Regions from separate parts of the Mus musculus genome. Here region 2 is linked to region 1. A link is a contact called in public ChIA-PET data. All regions are on one chromosome and are shown on one strand. Each heading gives the region's core, a stretch centred on a gene start, on an enhancer-like site or on the middle of the called end of the contact. The rest is flanking DNA. Distances are from core to core; before and after follow the strand shown. Region 1 has its middle 200 kb from the start of Gm34499. Region 2 has its middle 31 kb from the start of D330046F09Rik.

The links. ChIA-PET counts read pairs in DNA pulled down with a chosen protein or histone mark.
Region 2: an H3K27ac ChIA-PET map of liver shows a contact between it and region 1, with 10 times the contacts expected there. The contact joins two enhancer-like sites. A contact is called at or near these places in 3 of 484 Hi-C or Micro-C datasets (dorsal root ganglion neurons, embryonic cerebral cortex and embryonic fibroblasts) and 1 of 115 datasets of contacts at active chromatin or transcription factors (liver).

Annotation. Positions count from the first base shown.
Region 1 is chr14:46,013,782-46,020,298 of GRCm38.p6, reverse strand. No RefSeq gene overlaps it. Among named protein-coding and RNA genes, the nearest start is that of Gm34499, 200 kb to the left of the region's middle. Within about 2 kb of position 2,773, at least 18 of the 459 cell types and tissues checked have an H3K27ac peak or open chromatin away from gene starts, as enhancers often do. A contact at or near this core is called in liver, where this site is marked.
Region 2 is chr14:46,701,479-46,707,995 of GRCm38.p6, reverse strand. No RefSeq gene overlaps it. Among named protein-coding and RNA genes, the nearest start is that of D330046F09Rik, 31 kb to the right of the region's middle. Within about 2 kb of position 3,620, at least 79 of the 459 cell types and tissues checked have an H3K27ac peak or open chromatin away from gene starts, as enhancers often do. A contact at or near this core is called in liver, where this site is marked.

The sequences.
Region 1 (6,517 bases), core at 1,524-4,023:
TGATGGGCATGGAAAGCTTGTAGGATGATTCTGGGTTGGACAAACAAATTCCCATGGATCTCTTTACTCTTTAACTTGTGATTACATTAAGTAAGCAACTCCCTTTATACTTTTATTCAAAAATAACAAGCTGTGTTTGGAATGCTGGTATCCACTATTTATTACGCTCTCCAACCCAAACACGAAAACATTTGTACTTCTGTTATGACTTCACCTGGTGGCTTTCATTTTCCCTAACATAAAGACGGGGTGAAGCAGAGTAATAGAAAAATAGAAAACATCTTTGTCGGAAAATGAGCTCGCAGCTGTGTAACTGGAGCACACAACCATAAATCAGAATGTCAAATCCAAAACACATGACTTCGTGCAAGTTCTCCATGTGCGCTCTAATGTGACTACAGCCTGGTTGCTATTATGATTTAAAACAAAGTCTTTCATGCTAGAAACAAAATGCGGAATGTGAGCCGCCTGGGGGAGAGAGCTGTGAGCTCGCTAGCGACAGAGTCCTTGCTGTCATTGAGGTGGGCTACAGTATTTCAAGCATGGCTTTGTCAGGTGTGAGGGAACAAGAGGATACAAGAGGAAGCTTGGCAGAGATCTTCGCATGAGGGACGAATTAGCTGGCAGTGTTCAGTGCAGCTTGACAATCCGAAATGAGCTGCATTCGCCTGCCCCCACCCAAGCAGAATCCTGAAGCCAAACACAAAGATTACAGAAGTCTCCCCTTCCTGCCCATCACATAAACAAATGGCCCAGCTGTTACTGCTAGGATCCCAGTTTTAAACTTGGACTTTCTTGTATAAACTTCAATGTAATGGTATTTAAAGTGTCATAGGCAATAAGCATCTAATCCTGCTCAATAAATTGTAGGCTCGTTGCATGAACTCCTAGAGCTGTTAGAGACAGCTGTGCTTTTTTTGTAATTTAAGTCATTCCCAAACCAGGCAGCTCTCCAGGTGTGTTTTCAGACAAACAATGTACACTAGGAAAAGTGACGTGCTGAGTCTCTAGGCAGGGGGAGAGACACAAAAGAGGAAAACCTGAGGTTTAACATGGAAAAACTCAGGGGTCCTGACCTCCCTGAGAGTAATACAGGCCCACCTTCCCTCCCTCTGCTAGGTGAATGGGAGGCCAAATACCTTTGCCAGCACAATCACTATAGTTAACTGTTGGGTCAAAGCCATCTTCAAGTACCAGGAGGGAAAATGACCATTTGGGGGTTCTCAAAACAGAGCCATCAACTTCAAGAACGAGGATTAAAAAAAAGAGGGAGATAGGTCCTCTCTCAACCTCGGTAATAGCTAAAAGGATGGGCCCCATGGTTTCTATTCCCATAGTGGTTTGGAAAGAAGCCCTCAACAGGACCAGAAGAAATTGTAAGCAGGCTTCCTTTAGTTCACCGTCATCACATAGGCCTGCAATTGGTAATTATTAACAATCAAGTGGTAATTACTTCTCAGTCATCACTAAGCGGTAAGTGAATCCTCTTCAGGTGCGTAAAAGCTTCAAGGCCGTATAGTAGTTATTCTATGACTAACTGGTACGCCTGAGTACAGACTCAGGCCAAGAAGCTGCAGCCTGGGGTTCTCCCGAGCTGTTCACTGTTGGTGTTGGCTGATTCAATGAGGCCACGGAGAGGTTTGCCTCCTGGAGTCCATACCAGAACAAAGAGCTTCTTACTGCTTTGGTTTCGCTCGACGTGCACTGCACCTGTCTGGTCTCACCCGCTCGCTCTCTGCACTGTTATGGTGTTACTGTGTGTTATCTTTCAGGCTAAATATATTTTGTGTCTGCCTCGCTGTCAACAATGCAGAGAACATAGAAAAGCAAGGAAGCAGGGAGGATTCTCTGGAGACCTTCTGGGGTGGGTAGAATTTCCTCATCAACAGGCCAGTCCTGAAATGAGTCGATTCATCTTAAGGTTCTGGAAGGCCACTCAAGCTCGCAGGTGGAAGGGGTCTCAGGCTTGCTACAGCTCAGGTGGACGACTGGGAGCTATACCTCTTGCCCCAACAGAAAACTCTGGTTCTGTGTATGAACCCCGACCTGGCACACTGTCCTGAAGTTCAATTCTCCTTCCATGGCCCTGGCACTTGTAGGGCAAAGCCTGGACTTTTATTTAACCTCTGGACTTGCCTTTTCCGGGGTTTCGGGTAGTACTCCTGTTGCTCCTCTCTGAGAATCCAAACCTCAGCAGAACACTTTATGTGGAGGGAGTGGGGTAGGGGCGAAGGGGAGGGATAAGACCATGGTCCACTTATTTTTCAGTTCATAGAGCAAAAGCCCTCAGGCATTACTCAGTTTTAAGAGGAAGCTCAACAGCTCTGCATAGATTAAAGACCAAAGCAAAGAGTCTAGAAATAACTAATCTCCCGGTGTCACTTCAAACAAGTGTGGCATACCAGATATGTGTTATCTGTCAATCAATGAGACCTTCAGCTAGCCAATCAATCCCGTTTCTTCCCTCGATGCAGCTTCTAAAAGCTTACCAGAATATCACCAAATCCACAGATGTAGAGTTCAGAAGTCATTCACCCAGTGCCACAGGTAACATTTTTAAATACATGAATAACCCCACTGAGATGCTGTTTAATGTTTTGAGGGGAAGAACACGCCCCACAGATCAGAATGGTGGGTTTTTTTTTTTTATTTTCAGCTAAGAGCTGGAGAATGAAATTATTAAAGCCATCTTCTGTTCTACTTTAATTCTCACCAGCTTTTTGTGAGTTTACTTTAACAAGTAATGTTTGATTGAATTCAGGCCTGCTTTTGTTTACAAAGTGAACGAGAGCCAGCAAGTCGTGGCCTGGCTAATTTGCACATCCACTGGCTTGGTCTCCTCCCCTTTAAACAAAAATCTGGAGTTTGTGATTTATTGTTGATTTGGTTAGCTCAAATGATTTTAACGGTTAAAATTTAGCTTCCATGCCATCCTTGAGATTTCACCAACAGCATCCAACTGATTTCACTTTGCTGTATGAGGCAGAGCTGACCTCCCACTCAAAGAGAGAGAGAGAAAGAGAGAGAGAGAGAACTAAAAGAAAAGCACATATTACCTCCCAACTTACCAAGATTTCAGATGCCAACAAGAGCTGAGGATGAAAATTCACAGATGGAAAAAAACAAACTCAAGGCTGTAAATCCACCATTGTAGAAACTAAGCTGGTTTATCTGAAACAATGTCCTATCAGCATATTGGTACAATAAAAGGGTAATTGTCGATACCAGCTGCGTCCCTCTGTGTAATTAGCAACCATCATCCTCTGACAGCTGGATAAACTAGAAGTTCTCAACCCCACTAGAGTGCCAGAACCTTCCTGGAGGCCTATTCCTAGGCTGAGAGGCTGCCTGAGAAGTGCAGGGTGAATTCTATATGAACACAAAGTCCCCCCCAGTGGCTCTAGAGATCCCTGCGTCCACACTAGCCTATCTTTGGCTGTGTTTATGCTGCCTTATCTAGTCCCTCTCATCTTCTTTCTTGCTTAACCTCTCCCAACTCTATCAGTATGACTTTTGCCCCTTATTACTTGTGTGTAATATTCTCATGCATCCTGCTGTTGGGACTTGCTTCACGTGATTGTTACACCCTGCCAAAGCTGCTGGACTCTCATAGACCATTGCATTCCATCTTCAGTCAATTTCTGTTCTCCCAGCAGTAAGACAAGGCTCATCCCCAGCCTTTTCCACCCCCATGCAGATAATCCGCTAGCTCTTTGATCTAGCCCCCTTCCCGCAGTTTGCTTCCTTCATTGCGATCTCTTTGGAAATAATAAGAGGCTGACTCCATCGCTGCAGCATTAAGGGGATGATGATGGGCTTCAAGCGGAAACAGTGCACATCTCATTAACCCTGGTTCTTCAAAGCCCAGCCTAGCACATAGCATGTGGCAGATACTTAAACATTTGTTCATATCTATGTGAACATCCAAGTCAAATTTGCTTTTGGAGACTACTTTATTGACCTAGTACTTTTCAGAATGCATGTTCATCCTGTATAATCACAACGCCTTAGAAACGGGGACTCGCCTGGGTTCTGCTGAATCCGGGGAAACAAAGGTCATGAAGAGTTGCAATTTTTCCAAAGTTAATGGAGTTGGAAAATGTCAGGTGAGCCACGAGTCAAGGTTGGTTGATTTGTTGTGGCTTGTGTTTACTTTTATCAACTCATAAATAAAATAATGCAGTCTACTCCTCCCCCCCAGGGAGTGATGCCTACAAAATACTTTCTGAAGGAGCCCAGATACTTATAACCTGCCTCTTCTGGTGTTCTCTCTCTGAGTCTAATCCTTGGTAAAGTGCCCCCTCCCTGCACCCCACGTCTGACTTGATTTTGTCAATAGTAGTGGATTTCCTATTATGAGCTTTGCAAGGTAATTCCTACACTAACTACTGAGCCAGGTCAAATTCCACAGGTCTAGAGTACAGTCCTCTGAGAGGATGCCCTCCCTGTGGACACCCAGCCACAAGCTCTGAGATTATCAGGCCACCTGCATTTCTGATTAACCAGCTATCAGTCCCTGGATTCCCATGTCTCCTCCAGGACCAGCAATTCAACTGAACAACTTTCAGAGCTCAGGAAACACTATACTTACAATTTTGGCTATGTAGAAAAGCTACAAATCAGGATCTGCAACATAGGGATATAATAGCTCTAGAAGATTCCTAAATGTGGGCTATCCACGTCATCAGGACCCTACCTTCCACATTCTTTAGTGTGTATCACCAGCTTGGAAACTCACCTGTGGCACAGCAGTCCAGAGTTTTGACTCAGGAGCAATTGGCTGAGTTATTGGCCATGTGAATAACTGAATCTCTAGGACCCAACTAGTCTCCTCAGGTCAGACTAGCAGCATGTGGATAAAGCCTTAATGATTAAACTACTTGGTTTTAAAGTTGTCAGCCCTCATTCTGAGTGCCCTCCTAACTCATCTCCTAGCATAGGTTCAGGATGAAGTTGAAGGAACACCATACATACAAAGACACACTCACCACGCACAAATGCCCATGGACCTGCAGCTTACCTATTAGGAACAAAGTCTGGCCATTCATTGTACAATGGTCCTGTATTCTGCTTGGTCTCCTGTCTGTCCCTAAGGACTGATCAGTTCCAGGTCAAGGCCATCCAGCTCTCTGCGTTTGCCTTTTGTTGCACTCATGCTTAAGCCCCCGTTCTTTGCCTCCCTAGTTAGACTAGAAGAACCATTGAAACAAAGATCATGTCCACTGCACTCATCCTTCCTCTGCAGGTTCTCACACTGATCCTAGATCATAGTTAGTATGATTCGGTATTTATTGTGTGTGACTTCTGTCTCATACATTTACTCACATGTAGAAATGATAGCTCTAAACCTAAATCTTGCACCAAAATGGGAGTAGCTGCCACCTCTACAGGTGTGAAATCAATAGGTCAACAAGAGAAATCTCCTGGTCACTGGAAAAGATCTCAACACAGATTTGAAGTATATCGCACTTCATAACCTATTGTTTTCAAGTCTGTTACAAGGTGGATTTGGAAAATTGAGGCAAAAGCATACAAAAAATTAACACATTTCATCCAGAAGATGTTGATAATGGTAGAGAATGAAGAGAGCTATGGATGGATTTTCCTTCGCTTGACTTTTAGATGATCTTCATTTATCTCTATCAAACAATCGAGTTCTTAGTAGCAGAGTGTTTCTTTCAAGTTCATTCTCTCGTAACATATGCGTTCACATAGTTCCAGGTGGGAATTAAGTTCCAACAGTCCCAGAAAGATCCATCAACACAAAAAGAAAATTGGATCACTTGTAAAATGGAACTCACGGTTTTAGTGTTGAATCATAAGCACAACCATCCTAGTCTAATCAATAAGAACAAAGTTGAAAGCAAGTCTTTCAATCTATCCCTTACAGCCCTGCTCTTTCTAGCTCCACCTTTCAGTGAAGTGAGCTGTTTACTTCTCACAACTGTTGGTAGAATGGACTTGACTGTAAGTCCATTTCCTCATTCCCATTGTTGTAAGGTTTTTTTCACAGTTGTTGGAGATTGTAAATTCCCACAGGCTGATGTCATAGCCAACAGTGGTGCATGTGATCAGAAAGCACGTGGCCATAAAGGGCAAATGAGTTGACTTTCTATAAACCCTGGCAATAGCCAAGATGGGCCCAGAATCCTAGCTTCGACTGTCTGTCTCTGAAATTCTTCTCCACTATGCTAATATCTCTGCCATGTGTGCCACAGATTCTGACAATGTTCATCACATAAGAAATGCTTATTGAGTTATGGTGATTTTAAGAGGGATGATTCTGACCAGATCTGTTTTTCACAGTTCTGGGGCATCTTTGGTACCCACACATATTATCAATCATCATTTGCACAGTGCTTCCTCTGTCATTCTTCAATCGCTCCCAGTCCATGCAGTTAAAGGCACAGTCCTCCACAGCGTACCCTTTATAACCTGCCTCTCTCTTGTTTCATAAAGTAGGCTTACTCTCTGAGTCCCACCTTAAAAGACAATCAGCTGTGTTAGAGTTTCAGAA
Region 2 (6,517 bases), core at 2,371-4,870, 690 kb before region 1:
GAGTTAAACGGATATACACTAGTGAAATCACATTAGAATCTTTCATTTATGACTCTATCATAGATAGAGAACAAATCCATGCATTAGACCATGCTTTGAAAAAAAAATCCAAACAAATTGGAGAGTGGCATTGTCTTTACTAGGATGAAGACAATTGATTAAGCATAAAAGTGATGTCATCCAATATTTCACCTAAGAAAAGGGAAGCTAAGAATTCTGTCCCTTGGGTCACAACAGAATCTACTTCAACTTGTAGCTCAGTCGTGGGGTGATAGATACATGATGTTTTAACAGACTCTGTGCTTTGAGGGTTGGAACACTTCATGCCATTTTAGTTTGGAGTTGAAGGAAGTGTGGTTTCAGCTACTCTGGGAGATAGTACCACTAGAACAGTGAGTGTCTGAAGTCTAGATCTTTATTTTTCTCATCAGTGGTTTGAGGTTTTTTTTTTTTGTTTTTTGTTTTTGTTTTTGTTTTTTTTTTTTTCATCTCATACTTCATGATGGGTGGCACACTCATGATATTGGCACTGGAATTTTAGTTTACCATGTTGCTTTTGCACATGTTCAAGATGATTAAAGACAAGTGCGTCTTTATACTTTATACACATTCTTTATACAAGTACTTTGCATTTTAATAAAGCCAGACTGGGCTTTACTCATAGAAACAGGTTCAACTTTAAAATTTCTATCTGCTAAGGAAAATATTAACACCAACCAATGAAATGTGGAAACGATTTTGTAGTCATTTTTTAAATCGCTGACTTTGAATTTTCCTCACATATTGTCTACAGAGATTTCTAAGGTATCTGCTTTTAACGGTTGTTAGTAAAACTGGGGTGCTGTTACATAAGATTGTCAAGTGACATTCCAACATATTAGAAGAATTAGGTTTTGAATAATATAAAGATAGTTATTGAGTTAGCCCATACGCTTCTGTGTGATCTGCTGGGAAAGTTGTCTTTCTAAAACTTGACAGATTTCATAATGAGGAGATCACTGACATACCCCTGTGCAAAGGCTACATGCAAATGAGCTCTTCCGTTCCTGACTCCTATTTTAATTGATTTTGGAGTCTCGTCACGAGTAGGCTACTGTGTTGTATTGCTTAAGAAGCAGCAGCAATTTATAGTTTAGTTGAAGCAAGTTCTTGTAATAATGACAGGCACGGCGCAGGCCTAATCCATGGGGATCTATACAACATGGTGAACAATACACTCCCCAAGACATGTTTAAATTATGAATCTGATGGTGGGCGGTCTCTCAGCTCTGTGCAGAATAGCTTTGGTGTGAGCTGTTGGAGCGTTTTGTACCTGGGATTCAGAACTTTTATGAAGGCCAATACCCTGAAACTCATTCAAGCAATAAATTCACTTGTCTTTGAGTTTACAAGGCAATAAACAGTGAAGGCCTTTGACCTTAACATTTACTGAATACATTTGCAGCAGTTGTGTTTATTGACAACTATTTATAGGGAAGCATTGGGAAGTGAACTTCCTAAGTTGGGGGGAGGAGGAGGAGGGCAGTTTTGTAAGGCTTCTTTAAAAACAAAAGTTTGTATTTACTTTTCAGCTATTGGGTGAACTTTCCGTTTTGGAATTGGGGCTTGATTTTGTGTACCAGAATTTCTTTCAGTGTGATAAAATACCATAATTAGAATTTCTAATTAAAAGAAGACAAACGAAAAAGAATAACAGCGGAGTTAAAGAGCACTGGCCCAAGGGCATTTTGTGTTTTGAGAGTGGGATGATTGAGAACAGTCAAGGGCTGTAATTTTTTGTTTTTGTCATGGAGTAAGATGCTTCTCTTCTATATGAACATCTAGTTAAAAGGGCTTCCAGTAGCTCTGTGTTGCCCAAAGAGAGGGGTATGCTGTGAACCTTACCTGTGTTATGCATTTTGAAGTTCATTGATTTTTGATAGGATCGTTGACGGTTGATCTTTCTCATTGGAGTAACTTGTATGGCATCCCAAGGCCATCATATTCCTTAAAGTTGGGAGGGTTTGAAGCTGCTCATCGCTGGGGATGGGGCGCTTAGACACACTATACAAAGGGTGTATTTAGTCTACAAGTGGGAAGATGCTGCAGGCACCTGGCGCATAGGGCATAAAACAAATGTAGGGGAAGAAACTTGTAGTGATTCCTTAGAGCCATTTTCCCACAGACCCAAAGTCCTGTTCCTTCCCAACCTGGGGAACTCCTTCTGTTGATGCTGTATGAACATGGCGGACGGGGAGAGGGATTCCTTGCTGGTGCCGTGGGGCTCATGCCTTGGGGAATGAGAACGGTTGCTCACCATCTTCACACATGGTAACGGCTGGGGTTCTTGAGGGAGCAGTTATCAGAGTGTGTGCCTCCCAGATTCCACAACAACAGGCTACACTCTTGGTAAGTGAATTCTGCAAGAAGCCTGCTTGGCAAGCTTGTATACACACACACACACACACACACACACACACACACACACACACACACACACACACACCACACACCACAGACCACCCCCACAAGTATCTTTCAACTCTCAAAATTCTTCACACGCCTTTTTTTTCTTTTTCCTGATAAGAGGAGCAAACCACTAAACAAACAGGGGAGGTGCATGTCCTTTAGGGTCTGTAGTCACTTTTTTTTTTTATTAGATGTTATGTATCTGTGGATCGACTCCATTGTGATCCAGCGATCTGAATCTGCACTTGCTTACAAGTCTGTTTTTACAGACTGTGGAAGAACAGAGTTTTAATTGCTTGCCGAGGAGAGCGGGGATAGAATCCTCCAGGTAAATCTGGTATATGTGTCAGATTAGTTTTGCCTAGAGGAAACGCCATGTCTCAGCGTCTTATACCCCTAATTTATACCCCCTTATAACTGTGATTACCGTGACGTGGAGTAGAGAGATGCGGTGAATGATTCAGGAGGCTGGCACGGGAGGGTCACAAGTTTGAGACCACCACCACAAGAAAAAAAATGTAGTTCTCAGAAATTGGCTTCTGAGATTAAAGGGGAAACTATATAACCTTACTGGTTAATATTTCATAACCAGTAAGCTTTGGATGGGGGGGAAATTGAAGAAAACAGAACAAAGTGTGTTTGGCAGACTTCTGCTGTCTTTCCTGCCTACTCAACAAGCTCAAAGGCAAGGACCGTGTTTCTCTTGGTGGCTGCTCTCTCTAGGGAGGTAGAGTTGTTTTGTATAATTCAGCTGACATTACCTTAACTTCGGGACACTCACCTTGGAAAACAAACAGTTTGATACCCAGAAACATCTAGAAACTTCCCAGAAAGCAATGATCTTAGCCTGTGTTAGAAACAAACCAACAAAGCTTACTCTTCCTCCTCCCTGCCCCCACTCCTGTCCTCCAGGCTCCAGAAAACAAGTTTGTTGAGCAGGGAAGGGAAATGCCTCCAGCCAGCCAGTCTGAAGACAGGAATGCTGGGCAGGAGATCCGATCCACAATCGGAAGGGTAGAAGGGGCCGATAAGGCTGCATCAGTCACCAAAACAGGTTTCGGAGGTAAAGTGAGGAGGGCCAGGAAATTTGCGATAGGATCGCACTGGGCTGTTAAATCCTGGCACCCAGCGCAGGAGTGGTGACTAAGAGACACTATTTAAACAACAGAGTTTGCGCAAGCGCAAAGGCTCCCTAGCCAAGCTCCTGTGTCAGATCCTCCTGGAGCTTCTGGTCTCTCAGAAAGTACCACGTCTGTGGTCAGTGTCTGCACTGGGGCTGGAGATCAGCTGTGTGTTCATCTCTAAACATTTGAGTCTCTTTTCTAGGAGTACACCCCCCCCAGCCCCCCACTCCAGCCTGCTCCCTGACCCCCACATCCAGGCTGGTCTTCAATTTTCAATCTGCCTGCTGATCAGCCTCAACTGTTGGGAGTGAAATGAAGGTTTTCTGTGGCCCACTTCCCTTCGAGCAGAAGTAGACTGACTTTGGTTAATATCAATACAAGACACGTAACTACGTTTCTCTTGCTTTCTCCTCTTTTCTTGGAAGTACGTTTTTCTGGGTAGAAAGACAGCTTTGGACAGTTGTGCATTTTTCGGTCTCTGGAATTTTAGTATATGGTCCAAACCAGTCGGACTGTATGAGCTGGGCGTGGTGGTGCAAACCCTTAGTCCCAGCACTGGGGAGGCAGAGGCAGGCGGATTTCTGAGTTCGAGGCCAGCCTGGTCTACAGAGTGAGTTCCAGGACAGCCAGGGCTATACAGAGAAACCCTGTCTCGAAACAACAACAACAACAACAACAACCAAACAAAAAAACAAAGAGAGAGAGAGAGAGAGAGAGAGAGAGAGAGAGAGAGAGAGAGAGAGAGAGAGAGGCCAGTGTATCAGGACGTCACTGTGCCTGTCACATTTTTTTTTCTTGGAGTGTGTATATTAATGTGGCCACACATTGCGTATGGTGGGCGGGGACACCCTCAGGTGCTGTCCCCTCCTTTCTTTTTTCCTCTTCAAGACAGGTTCTTTCACTGGCCTGGAACTTGTCAAGTAGGCTGGTTGACCAGCCAGTGAGCCACAGAAGTCCACCTTTCCCGCACTCACGGCCATCCCAGCCTTTCTTCACCTTTGTGTGGGTACTAGAGACTGAACACAGCAGCAGGGTCTCACGCTTGCAGGGCAAGCACTTTCTGGCCGCGTCCACCAGGTGGAGGATTCTGACAGAGCGGACACCTGTTTCAGGGTGTTCTGATTCTTGTTGGGGGAGCTGGGTGGCCCTAAGCATAGCAGACCCTACAAGGGAAGCAATCAGGTGCCCACAGCAGGAGCCTCCCTTGGCCAGTAGGGGTGATCAAAGAATGGAAAGCCAGGGCCAGCACTTTTTTCAGTCCCATCGGTCTATGGTGAAATCTCAGGCGTCCGGTGTGCTTGACTCCCAGATCGAATCTTCGGAAGAGGCTGGTGGTGTGCCTGCTTCGGGATCCAGAGGCCAGCTCTCTGGCTTTCCCCTGGGAGAGCATGCCCAGGCTGGTAGGGTTGCAGTGTGGCTTAGAACCAGGAGAGAGTGCGCCCCCTCGGGAAAAGGGAGAGCTGTAATTCTCAAGAGTAGCGCTAGAGGTCGCAGCTCGAAAGGAAAGTGCCACTCAGACTCCAATCTGACCTCAGCCCCCCCCCCCCCCTGTTTTAATCTCTGGAGACTTTCAGGCTTTCTGTGCTGTTACTCTGAGCCATGGCGCTTTTCTGTATTTGAGGGTCACTCTCCAGGCAAACCTAATTTATTCTCCCTGTCCCACTGCTCCTCACGGTAGGAGAGGCATGTTAGGTAGAGGCATGTGAGAAGCTCTGCCTCTCAGAGAAAGGCAGAACCCCCTTAAGGGGACACTTTTGTCTTCCTGCATTCCAGGGTCAGCTTATATCCTGTTGTTGTTGTTATTATTATTATTATTATCATTGTGGTTGTTATTATTGGTTGTTATTGTTCTTATACTACACAGATATGTAAGGCTGGATATACATGTCTACACTCACAAAAACATACTATTCAAAATAACAATAGGAATGGAATGGAATTGAGTTGGGAAAGCCTGAACCACTGAGAATAGTTGAAACCCAAAATTGATGTCCAGTTCTGTATTTGCTTTATATGTTGAACGTCAGTGGGGCTAGGCTAGAGAACCTTCATGCACTCGAGTGATATCCTGATATATAGGATAATTGATTCGAGACCCTTGGGAAAGGGTCGTTCAACCACAAAGGGGTCTCAAACCACAAGTTGCAAACTGTTGTGCTATAACATGGGATCACTGAACTTCATGCTAGCTGAAATAAGCCTGTCACAAAAAGGCAAATAATGGACGGTTCTGCTGTTGAAAAGTAGCTAGGATAGTAAAACGGAGAGACAAAAATTAGTGCCTCCCGGGAGATAGGGGGAGGAAGGCAGGAGATCACCTTAGGGTCACTACTGTGGTGTAAATAAACATCATGACCAAAATCAACTTGGGGAGGAAAGGGTTATTTTGCTTATTCTTCCTTATTACAGTTCATCACTGAGGGAAGTCAGCGCGGAGACTCAAATAGGGCAGGAATCTAGAGACAGGAGCTGATGCAGAGGCCATGGAGGAGTTCTGTCTACTGGCTTGCTCAGCCTGCATTCTTATAGCATCCAGGACCACCAGCCCAGGGGTACCCCACCTACAGTAGACCAGGCCCTCCCACATCAATCACTAATTAAGAAAATGTCCACTTGCCCACAGCCCAGCCTTACGCAGGCGATTGTCCCTGCCTTCTTGGATAACTCTAGACTATGCCAAGCTGATATAAAAACTGGCCAACACGGAGATTACAATTTATTAAATAATGAGTTTCAGTTTGGGAAAGTGAAAATGTTCCAGAAATGAATAGGGGTGGCGGCTGCACCATTCAAATATACTTACTGCCACTGGATCACACGTTTAAAATGGTTCAAACAGGCCTGGGGAGGAGGCTCATTTGATTGAGTACCCAGTTAGCATGTCCAAGGCCCTTGTTTGATTCTCAGCACCACCGAAACCAGGAGTGGTGGTGCACTCCCAGCAC